2 separate regions of the Mus musculus genome follow, and region 2 is linked to region 1. A link is a contact called in public Hi-C data. All regions are on one chromosome and are shown on one strand. The core of a region is the stretch at or near the end of the contact, and the rest is flanking DNA. Distances in the headings are between cores, read along the strand shown. Region 1 has its middle 13 kb from the start of Gm34409. Region 2 has its middle 32 kb from the start of Gmpr.

Region 1 (4,502 bases), core at 596-3,095:
TCACAAGGTCACACCACTAAGGGGCCACAGACAGGGAGCCACACCCAGTAGTTCCAACTGCAAGTCTATAATCTTTCTCCCATTTCCCGTGAGGCATGATGTTTATGGATGGGAGCTCCTTGGCAGATGTTCTCCGTAATTCGTCATCATGTCCCAACTGCATCTGTCACACCCTAAGTAGGGAACACCAGCATCCTTGAAATGAAAGAAAAGGGGGAAAGGAAGTTGCCAAGGCTTTTGCTGCACACTTTAAAAGTCCATAATAAATGCTTAGGAATGAACACAGGGTTTTAGAGAAGCCCCTCAAAACATCCCCTTGAGCCCATGGAGTGATCTGATTGGCAGGGCTCGATTTATCAGCCTGCTCTGATTGGCAGGACTCGATTTATCAGCCTGCTCTGGGCAAGCTTTATAAAAGCGGGGCAGGGGTGATGGGGCCGGAGGTAATGTAATTTCAGCTGAATCCATTAGAGGCCTAGTACGGCAGGAAACTGGGGCACAGAATTAAAGTGCCCTCCATAATTTATACTCAGACACAAATGGGATGTGGGGAAGGGACCCTTGCTTTCTAGTCCAATGGCTTTTTCCTCTGGTGCTGGAATCGGTCGTCAAATAACAGAGCTTCTACAGGGGAGAATGTGGGATGACTTAAAGACAATCTGTACCTGAGTCCAAGGGCAGGATGGAGCCGAGCCGCCTTGGCACATTGTAGTCTATTTTTGATTTTATGATTCTTGTATTTGGATAGCGGAGGAGAAGGGGCAGCCAGTTGGCAGGGCAGCTATCAGATGAGATCTTGCCAGGCCCTGAGAACCGAGCGAAGACCAGGGAGTCTCTTCCTCTTGGCGCTGGACCCTGTCAGTGAGGCACTGTGGGAAGTCCTCACTCATGAAGGTACCACGCCACGTTTCCACACCAGTGTGCACAGGGGAAACGAGCTCTGCCGACTTACCAAAGAGATAAAAGGATATTGGTAGTGACTTCGGTATGGGTCCAGTGACGACAAGGAGAGATTAGTTTAAATATGTACCTTTATCTCTGGAGAGCAATTAGGGGATCAGAAGGTTAAAGACTTCCAAGGCAATTCATCGTCTCTCAAGACCTCGGGATTAGAGGGCAGGAAGGGCCTTTATTTTTACAATATGAGGGAACAGGGACCTTGGGCAGAAGCTATACTCAAGAGAGCCAAAGCCTGAACCTCACTCGGCCTGGCTGGCATGAGGTTCCTAAGTATTCAGTTCTTCTATATGTTATTCTCACTGTGCTTGGGAGTCAGAACACTTCTCCCATAAAATAATGATAGAAACATCACCCCATTTGACAGGCCTGTTTTAAGAGCCCAATGGGGCCAGCTAGATGGCTCAGAGGATGAAAAACCCTTACTGCCAGGCCTAATAACCTGAGTGTGATCCCTGGAATCCGCATGGTACAAAGAGGGAGTTGTAAGTGTGAGACCACCAAATGAGGCCACTCCGTGGGCAGAAAGGTTTCCTGGGGAAATGAAACAGCTGTGCAGTTATCTCTCAGGAGGAGAAAAAAGCAGCAAGGAGCAGGCAAAGCCCTACTGGTTTAAAAAAAAAAAAACAAAGAAACAAAAACCACCCATAACTGGTAACTACAAGGGGTCAGGAGTTGGCTTTCCAGAGGACTCTGGAAGTTCCGGGCAGTGGAGGAGGGGGAGGTTTGCAAGCCAGAAATGTCCAGCAGAGGCCAGTAACCTTTGCTTCACAGGTATTTATTTACCTAATAGAGAACTCAATGGCTCATTTGCCAGAAGTGGGGAGAGATTAGGGAAGTGATAACCTCTCCCAACAGACAAAATCCAGTTTTGCAGGTCTCTGAGGAGTGCTGAATGTTTACCCAAGTCAGAGTCCAGCCAGAGCCAAGCTGACGCTGCAATCCACAACTGTCAGGGGTGCTGACATTGGAGAGTTTGGATAGGGGCACTTGGGACCTAATGAGAACAGACTCCAGCAAGTTGTACTCTGATTTCCCCTTTGTACCTGCATCATGTGCACACACACACACACACCAGGAACTGAAGAGATGACTCAGTGGTTAATAGCATTTGCTGCTCTCTGGGGGGGGGGGGGGGGGGGGGACGGGACGACGACAGTTTGATTGCCAGCACCCACATGGCAGCTCATGACCTTATATAACTCCCATTCTATAAAATGCAGCACCCACTTCTTGTTTCTGGGAGTGCTCTATGCACATGGAGTGCTTAATACAGGAAGAAAAAGCACCCATACACATAAAAATAAAAGAAAGGACAACAAAAAGAATCAAATGAAGTTATAGATGCAAACTGAGAGTGTTTTGCAAGACAATATACACATCTATGCAAAGGTCACCGATAGTCACATGGCTGGAATTAAAACATATTCACTTCTATTTTATCACTGGGGTAAATAAAACTTTCTAAGGTCATAGATGATGTTTCAGTATACATTTCCTTTTTAATACTCTAATGAAGGTTCTTACGTTTTCTTTATAAGTTTTTCCCTTCTTATTAGAAACAGACCCCACCCCATAACTAAACATTCAGTAGGTAGAGTCAGAAGAGTTGCCCCAAGTTCAAAGCCAGCTTGATCTACATGGTGAATTCAAGGAAAGTCAGGAGATCTGATCTCAAAACAACCAACAACAAAAAAGGTTCAGGTGGTAAAGGTATTCTGTCAATTCTGATAACCTGAGTTCAATGGAATCTACAGAATGATAGGAGAGAAATTTTTCCACATGTTGTCCTTTGACCACATGTTATAGTTATGGCTTGTATTGCTGTGACGAAACATCGTGACCAAAGAGCAACGTAGGGAAGAAAGGGTTTATTTGGCTTACACTTCCACAGCACTGTTCCTCATTGCAAGACGTCAGTACAGGAACTCAAACAGGGTAGGAACCTAGAGGCAGGAGCTGATGCAGAGGCCATGGAAGGTGCTGCTTACTGGTATACTCCTCCTGGCTTGCTCAGCCTTCTTTCTTAGAGAGCCCAGGACCACCTGCCCAAGGATGGCACTATCCACTATCTCCCATCAATCACTAATCTAAAAAAGACGCCTCACCCAGAACTTAACGGAAGCATTTTCCCAATTAAGGTTCCCTTCTATTATATAACTCTAGTTTGTGTGTCAAGTTGACTTAAGACCAGACAGCACAACTGACCCCTTGTCAGCTCGACATGCAAATATATAACTCTCAAGCCACATCTTTCCCTTCTTATTCATCCCCACAATCTCACATTTAAGACATAAAGAACTTTAAAAGTTCCACCGTCTTTATAAATTCAAGCACATTAAAATTTCAGTCTCTTTAAAATATCCAAAATCTCTTTTAATGTCAAAGTCTTTCGGCTGTGGGCTCCTGTAAAGTTCAAAATTAAATTAAATACCTTTTCTTTTCTTTCTTTTTTTTTTTTTTTTAACAGAAAAGAACCAGGGCACAGTCACAGAGTCACAGTCTGAACCAAGCAAAACCAACTCAGTGTCCGATTACCCAGGATTCACTCTCGATCTTTTGAGCTCCTCCAATGAGCCTGGATCACTTCTCCAGCCCTACCCTCTGCACACACACACACAGCTTGTTTCCTTGGCCCTGGCTAACTCCACTCCACTGCTGCTGTTCTCTGTGATCAACCCATGGCATCTCCAAAATGCTGAGGTCTTCCTCGGCATCTGGGCTGCACTTTCACCAATAGGCTCACACAGGCTCTTATCATGCCTCCAAGCCTCAACTTCTTTGCATGACCCCTTCAATCCTGGGCCTTCAACAGACACTGAGGCTGCATCTTCCCAAATAGCATCTCCTGGCTCCTCCTAGTGTCAAGCCTCAGCTGCTCTCCACAATGCCTTCATGCCTTCAAAACCACTACCACCTGGGTGAGTCCTACACTACCATGTTAGCGGGCAGCACTCAATAAAACCTTTGCCAGCTCTAGAACATAGCTTCTCTGTGCTGGTCTCTTCTTAACCACCACGAATTCCCTAGCTGCAGCTAGCCAGCATCAATTGAGCCAGCTAAGCAAAGGCTTCCCTTTAGTAGTTCTGGTATCTTGTTAATCACAGCTGATTCTTCAGCCCCAGTTAACCGGAACCACAGATTCTTCACACAAAAGCCCAGTGCGGTCTCTGCTTCCTTCTAAACTTCGCAAGCCAGGCCTTCATTATCTGCACCACTCTCAATGTTCTTTTCTTCCAAGGCCCTACAGAACAACTCACTAAGCTCTTAGCACTTAGTGGCTTTTCTAGCTCAAAGTTCCAAAGTCCTTTCACAATTCTCCCACAAACATGGTCAGGTCTGTCACAGCACTACCCCTCTCCTGACACCAACTTATCTTAGCATTTTTATTGCTGTGATGAGACACCATCACCAAGAGCAAGTTGGAGGCTGGTGTGGGGGCAGGGTTTTTTTTTTTTTTTTTTTTTTTTTTTTTTTTGGCTCATGCTTCCACATGACCATTCATCATAGAAGGAAATCAGGATCTCAAACAGGACAGGAACATG
Region 2 (4,502 bases), core at 1,368-3,867, 390 kb before region 1:
CCAGAGGTGGGCAAGACACTAAAGGATCAGAAAGTGACTCAGAAGAGTTGGGAAACTCTGCTATGGTCCCATAACTTATGTAGAAAGCACTCAGAAACACTGCGTGAGTTGCCCAGACAGAAGAGATGAGCTTTGGCCAACAACAGAACAAACTTTACAGCTGGCACACGCCAGGGGACCTCAGACTCTACAGACAGCAAAGACACAGGGTTCAGAACACCCATGTCATTTACTATAGTATTATCTAACATAAGACATATGTACATATATGTCTATATGTATATCATGTATTGTCAACATGTATTGTGTATATGTATTCATGTATTGACTAGCATATATACCATGTAGTGTCTATATGTATATTACATATTGTCTAGCATGTATATCATGTGTTGTCTATATGTATATATTACACACACACACATATATATCATGTATTACCTATATATCACATATTGTCTATATGTGTATCATATATTGTTGTATGTATATCACATATTGTCTAGATGTACATCATGTATTGTCTAGCATGCATATCATGTGTTGCCTAAATTATGTCATGTTTTACCTATGCATATATCATGAATTATTTATATATATATCATATATTGTCTGAGTATATATAACATATTGTCTAGTATGTATATAATGTATTTATATGTATAGAAAGTATTGTCTAGTATGTATAACATGTATGACCCTGTCCCTAGAGAGACAGAAGAACCCGGGTGACTAGATATCTGATCATGATAGAGAGGAAGAGGACACTCTTATGTTCCACTGTTGTGACAACTTTTCCCACTGTTGTCCCTGCCCTGCCCTTGCTTGGGCTTCTGAATGCCCTGAGGCCAAGCCTGAGCCGGAGGCAGAAGTTTATTTCTGCACTGGGCACTGACCCTAAGGCCTCATGAGCATCGGGCCAGTGTTCCATCCTTGGTCTCTACTTCCAGCTGGAGTTCCCGCCTCGGTTTCCTTGACTAAAACTCTGGGCTGCTCTTCCCAGAGACCACAGTTGGGGTTACCATCTACCTTCCAAACTTGTCTCAGCTTGGCACAGAGCAGGGCCACTTCCCTGTGTCCTTCTCTAAGCCTAAGAGGTCTCTTCGCATAAAATCCAGCATTCTATGTTTGAAGTAAATCCAAGGATAGTTTGTCCAACTTTCTATTAAAGAATAGAATTAAATTGAACAGATAGATGGTCATCGACTTTTAGCATGAACAGACGTAGATGGTCAGACTTGCACCTTCTTTAAGACGCTCTGAACATCCACACGCATACATTTTCATTTCCCTGTATAAATGTCCAAGATCAGCGTTACTAGGCCACATAACAGTTGCATGCTTGCTTTTGTAAGCAGTGGCTGAGATTTTCCAGAGTACAGCCATCTCCGGAGCATGCCTGCACCATCTTCCATTTTCCTCTCAGTGCATCCTGACTGATCAGATGTCTCTGCATCCTTAGCATCTCTTGTTCCTACAGAGTCTCCAGTCAGACAGGCCTTGAACTCCTCATCTTTCTGTCTCTGTCTCCCATACACTGGAAGTACGGGTATTACACGTGGTTTTGTTAAGCCCGACCTACTTTGTTTTTGGATAAGCTCCATTTTGTGCGAGACCAAGAATTCCAGAAAATCACAGAGTCCTCCAGAGCGAGCATCCTACGGCAACCCACTGCCCTTAGCAACAGCCAGTCAGGTCACAAAAGCAGGGTCAAGGTACAAACAGATAACCTAAGACATCCTGCAGAGAATAGATAACCTGACCATCCTGTTTGGTTCCTACAGATTATGCCAGAAGTGCAGTTTTTAAAATATTAACTTGCTGACCTGTATGGAAAATTCCCAAGTTTGCTGCAACCACAATAAACAACCTGAACTCCTAGACTCGGGGCTCTCACTCTGACCCCCTGCGACAGTGAGAGTCTGAGAGATCTTGCTTGAGAACTTGTAATAAAGATCCCTGTGTGTGCATCAGAATTGGCTCCTCAGCTGTCTTTGGGTTCCTGCAACTTGAACATAACAGTTTATTCATTGCTGGGAATCAAACCCAGAGGTGAGGTGCCCAGTGCCCGCCAGGCAAACACTCACCGTGGTGAGCTATACTCCCAGGCCCAGTGCTGGCTTAGTTTTCTGGATGGATGGTCTGTGCTTTGAATTTGCATTTCTCTGATAGCTAATAATGTTGATCAAATCCTCATACTTTCATTTGCCATCTGTATATCTTCTTCCTCTGTGAAATATCTGTTCTAGTTTTTCATCCGTTTTCTAAGTTGTTTTGGGTTTGTTTTTTTTTTTTTTTAAAGCATGGAAGTTGTGATTTCTTGATCATTTTACATATTCATCCTTGGTCTGCTTTCCAATCTGCCAATATCTTCTCTTGGCTCTGTAGTTTATCCTTTTGTCCTGTTAGCAGGTGTGGTCGTTGGCGGGTGGGGGTCTCTGTTTCCGTGATAAACACCATGACCAAAAACAACTCTAGGAGGGAAGGATTTACTCCAGTGTAAACTCTCAGGCCACACTCCATCACTGAGGGAAGTCAGGGCAGGAACAATGCAGAGGCAGCAGCTGAAGCAGAGGAACACTGAAGGAGCCTGGCTCCTCTTGGCTGACCTAAGCCTGCTTTCTTAGACACACAGGGACCACCTGCCATGGTGGGCACCACCCATCACTCTCTACAAGAAAATGTCCCACATGCTTGCTTATCAACCAATCCCTTGGAGGCTTTTCTCTCCTGCTGTTCCCTCTTCCTAGGTAACTCTAGCTTGTGTAGAGTTGACCAAACAATCAACCAGAACAACAGGATCTCCTACTGGTCTGCTCTATGGGCCCCTGTTGACACCACCCAGGCAGGCAGGGACTTCTTCCCATGCAGTCTCCCTCCATGGACAACAGGTACAGGGCAGGTGGCTTCATTGCCTCTAGATCTTTGTCAAAGTCTTGCAGCTTCCACAAGGCCTCCAAGGAGGGGCTTCCCATTCTGCTAGGTGTGCTGTTCACTGACTGAGGTCGTGGGCTGAGTGAACAGGTGAGAGCAAACCATACACCGGGGCACTCGGCGCCCTAGTCCCTGCTTCCTGACTGTGCACGTCACGTGATCAGCAGCCTGCCGCCAAGGCTTCACCAACAAACTGTGAGCCAAAACCTCCCGGAGTTGCTCTTATCAGGGAGTTTTGTTAAAGGAACAAGAAAAATAGCTAAAATATGTACATATTATATGCATATAATAGGTATACATAAGAAACATACATATTACTGAGTTGGTGTTGCCAGGACCTTTGTTTAAGGAGCAGCTCTTGCACACACCAGGATGAAAATCAAAATGGACTGACTCATGATAAGGTTTCATGTTGCCAAGTTAAAACTAAGTTATCTAATCTTTAAAAAAAAAAAAAAATCAGCGTCAAGAAATCAGAGTCTGCAGCCAAATGTACCAAACAGGTCAGTTTCAAGTGACAATAAAATTCCCCCTGCCTAACTCCTTATCCCAACCTGAGGTCCCAGGAGCTGGGGGGGGGGGGGGGGCAGCCTGAGCACGTGATGCCAGCCTGAGCACGTGATGCTAGCGGACCAGTGGTTTGCCTGTTGCTCTACGGGCCTCCCTGTGTCGTCCCCCCCCCCACCTTGTAAGGAAAGTGGCTTTCCCTCTGCTAATCCAATTTAGGTTTTGTTTCTGTTCTTTTCCAGCCCTTTGTTCTGTTTTTACAGACGAAAGCTTGTGCTCAATTCCTGAATAGAAAATAAAGCCAATTAAGATCATTAAGCCGAATTTGTCCTGACAACGATGTAATGCTGCATTTACCAGAAATGGCAGGCAAAGCACGGTTTTCTCCATATTCCAGGAGGGATCCAGTCTTTTCCTTTCTTTGAAATGAAGAAGCTGATCTTTGATGTACCCTCAAAAACTTCCCGGCTCAAAACAAATAAACAAATAAATAAATGTGTTTTCTTTCTGCACAGCTGAGGAAACAGGGAAGCAAGCTCTTGAGAGAGGGCTATTGGGTCCTTCATAAAAAGGCCTGTTGGAGCTGGGCATGGTGGCGCATGCCTTTAATCCCAGCACTCGGAAGGCAGAGGCAGGCGAATTTCTGAGTTCGAGGCCAGTCTGGTCTATAGAGTGAGTTCCAGGACAGCCAGGGATATACAGAGAAACCCTGTCTCAAAAGGGGGCTGGTGAGATGGCTCAGCGGTTAAGAACGCCGACTGCTCTTCCAAAGGTCCTGAGTTCAAATCCCAGCAACCACGTGGTTGCCATCCGTAACAAAATCTGATGCTCTCTTCTGGAGTGTCTGAAGACAGCTACATTTTACTTACATATAAAATAAATATTAAAAAAAAAAAGAAAAAAGGCCTGTTGGGAGGTGAAGCAGTGCCTGCTTCCTAGTGCTCACAAAGTACATGGAAGGTGAAGATGTTTGAGGACCCGCTCTGAAGCCGCTGAAACACTATTCAGATCTGGCCTAAGCCCTGACTTCAGCATACACTCCCAGAATTCTTCAGCTTTTT

What was found. Hi-C and Micro-C count contacts between places; a contact is called where the count stands out from the background.
Region 2: a contact with region 1 is called in a Hi-C map of the N1E-115 cell line, with 2.5 times the contacts expected there. The contact joins two enhancer-like sites. A contact is called at or near these places in 7 of 39 promoter capture datasets (the HPC-7 cell line, cranial neural crest, frontonasal cranial neural crest and 4 more), 4 of 484 Hi-C or Micro-C datasets (the G1E-ER4 cell line, the N1E-115 cell line, bone marrow-derived macrophages and 1 more) and 4 of 115 datasets of contacts at active chromatin or transcription factors (cardiomyocytes, embryonic basal ganglia, embryonic stem cells and 1 more).

Annotation. Positions count from the first base shown.
Region 1 is chr13:45,086,339-45,090,840 of GRCm38.p6, reverse strand. No RefSeq gene overlaps it. Among named protein-coding and RNA genes, the nearest start is that of Gm34409, 13 kb to the right of the region's middle. Within about 2 kb of position 1,845, at least 39 of the 459 cell types and tissues checked have an H3K27ac peak or open chromatin away from gene starts, as enhancers often do. A contact at or near this core is called in the N1E-115 cell line, where this site is marked.
Region 2 is chr13:45,472,731-45,477,232 of GRCm38.p6, reverse strand. No RefSeq gene overlaps it. Among named protein-coding and RNA genes, the nearest start is that of Gmpr, 32 kb to the left of the region's middle. Within about 2 kb of position 2,617, at least 7 of the 459 cell types and tissues checked have an H3K27ac peak or open chromatin away from gene starts, as enhancers often do. A contact at or near this core is called in the N1E-115 cell line, where this site is marked.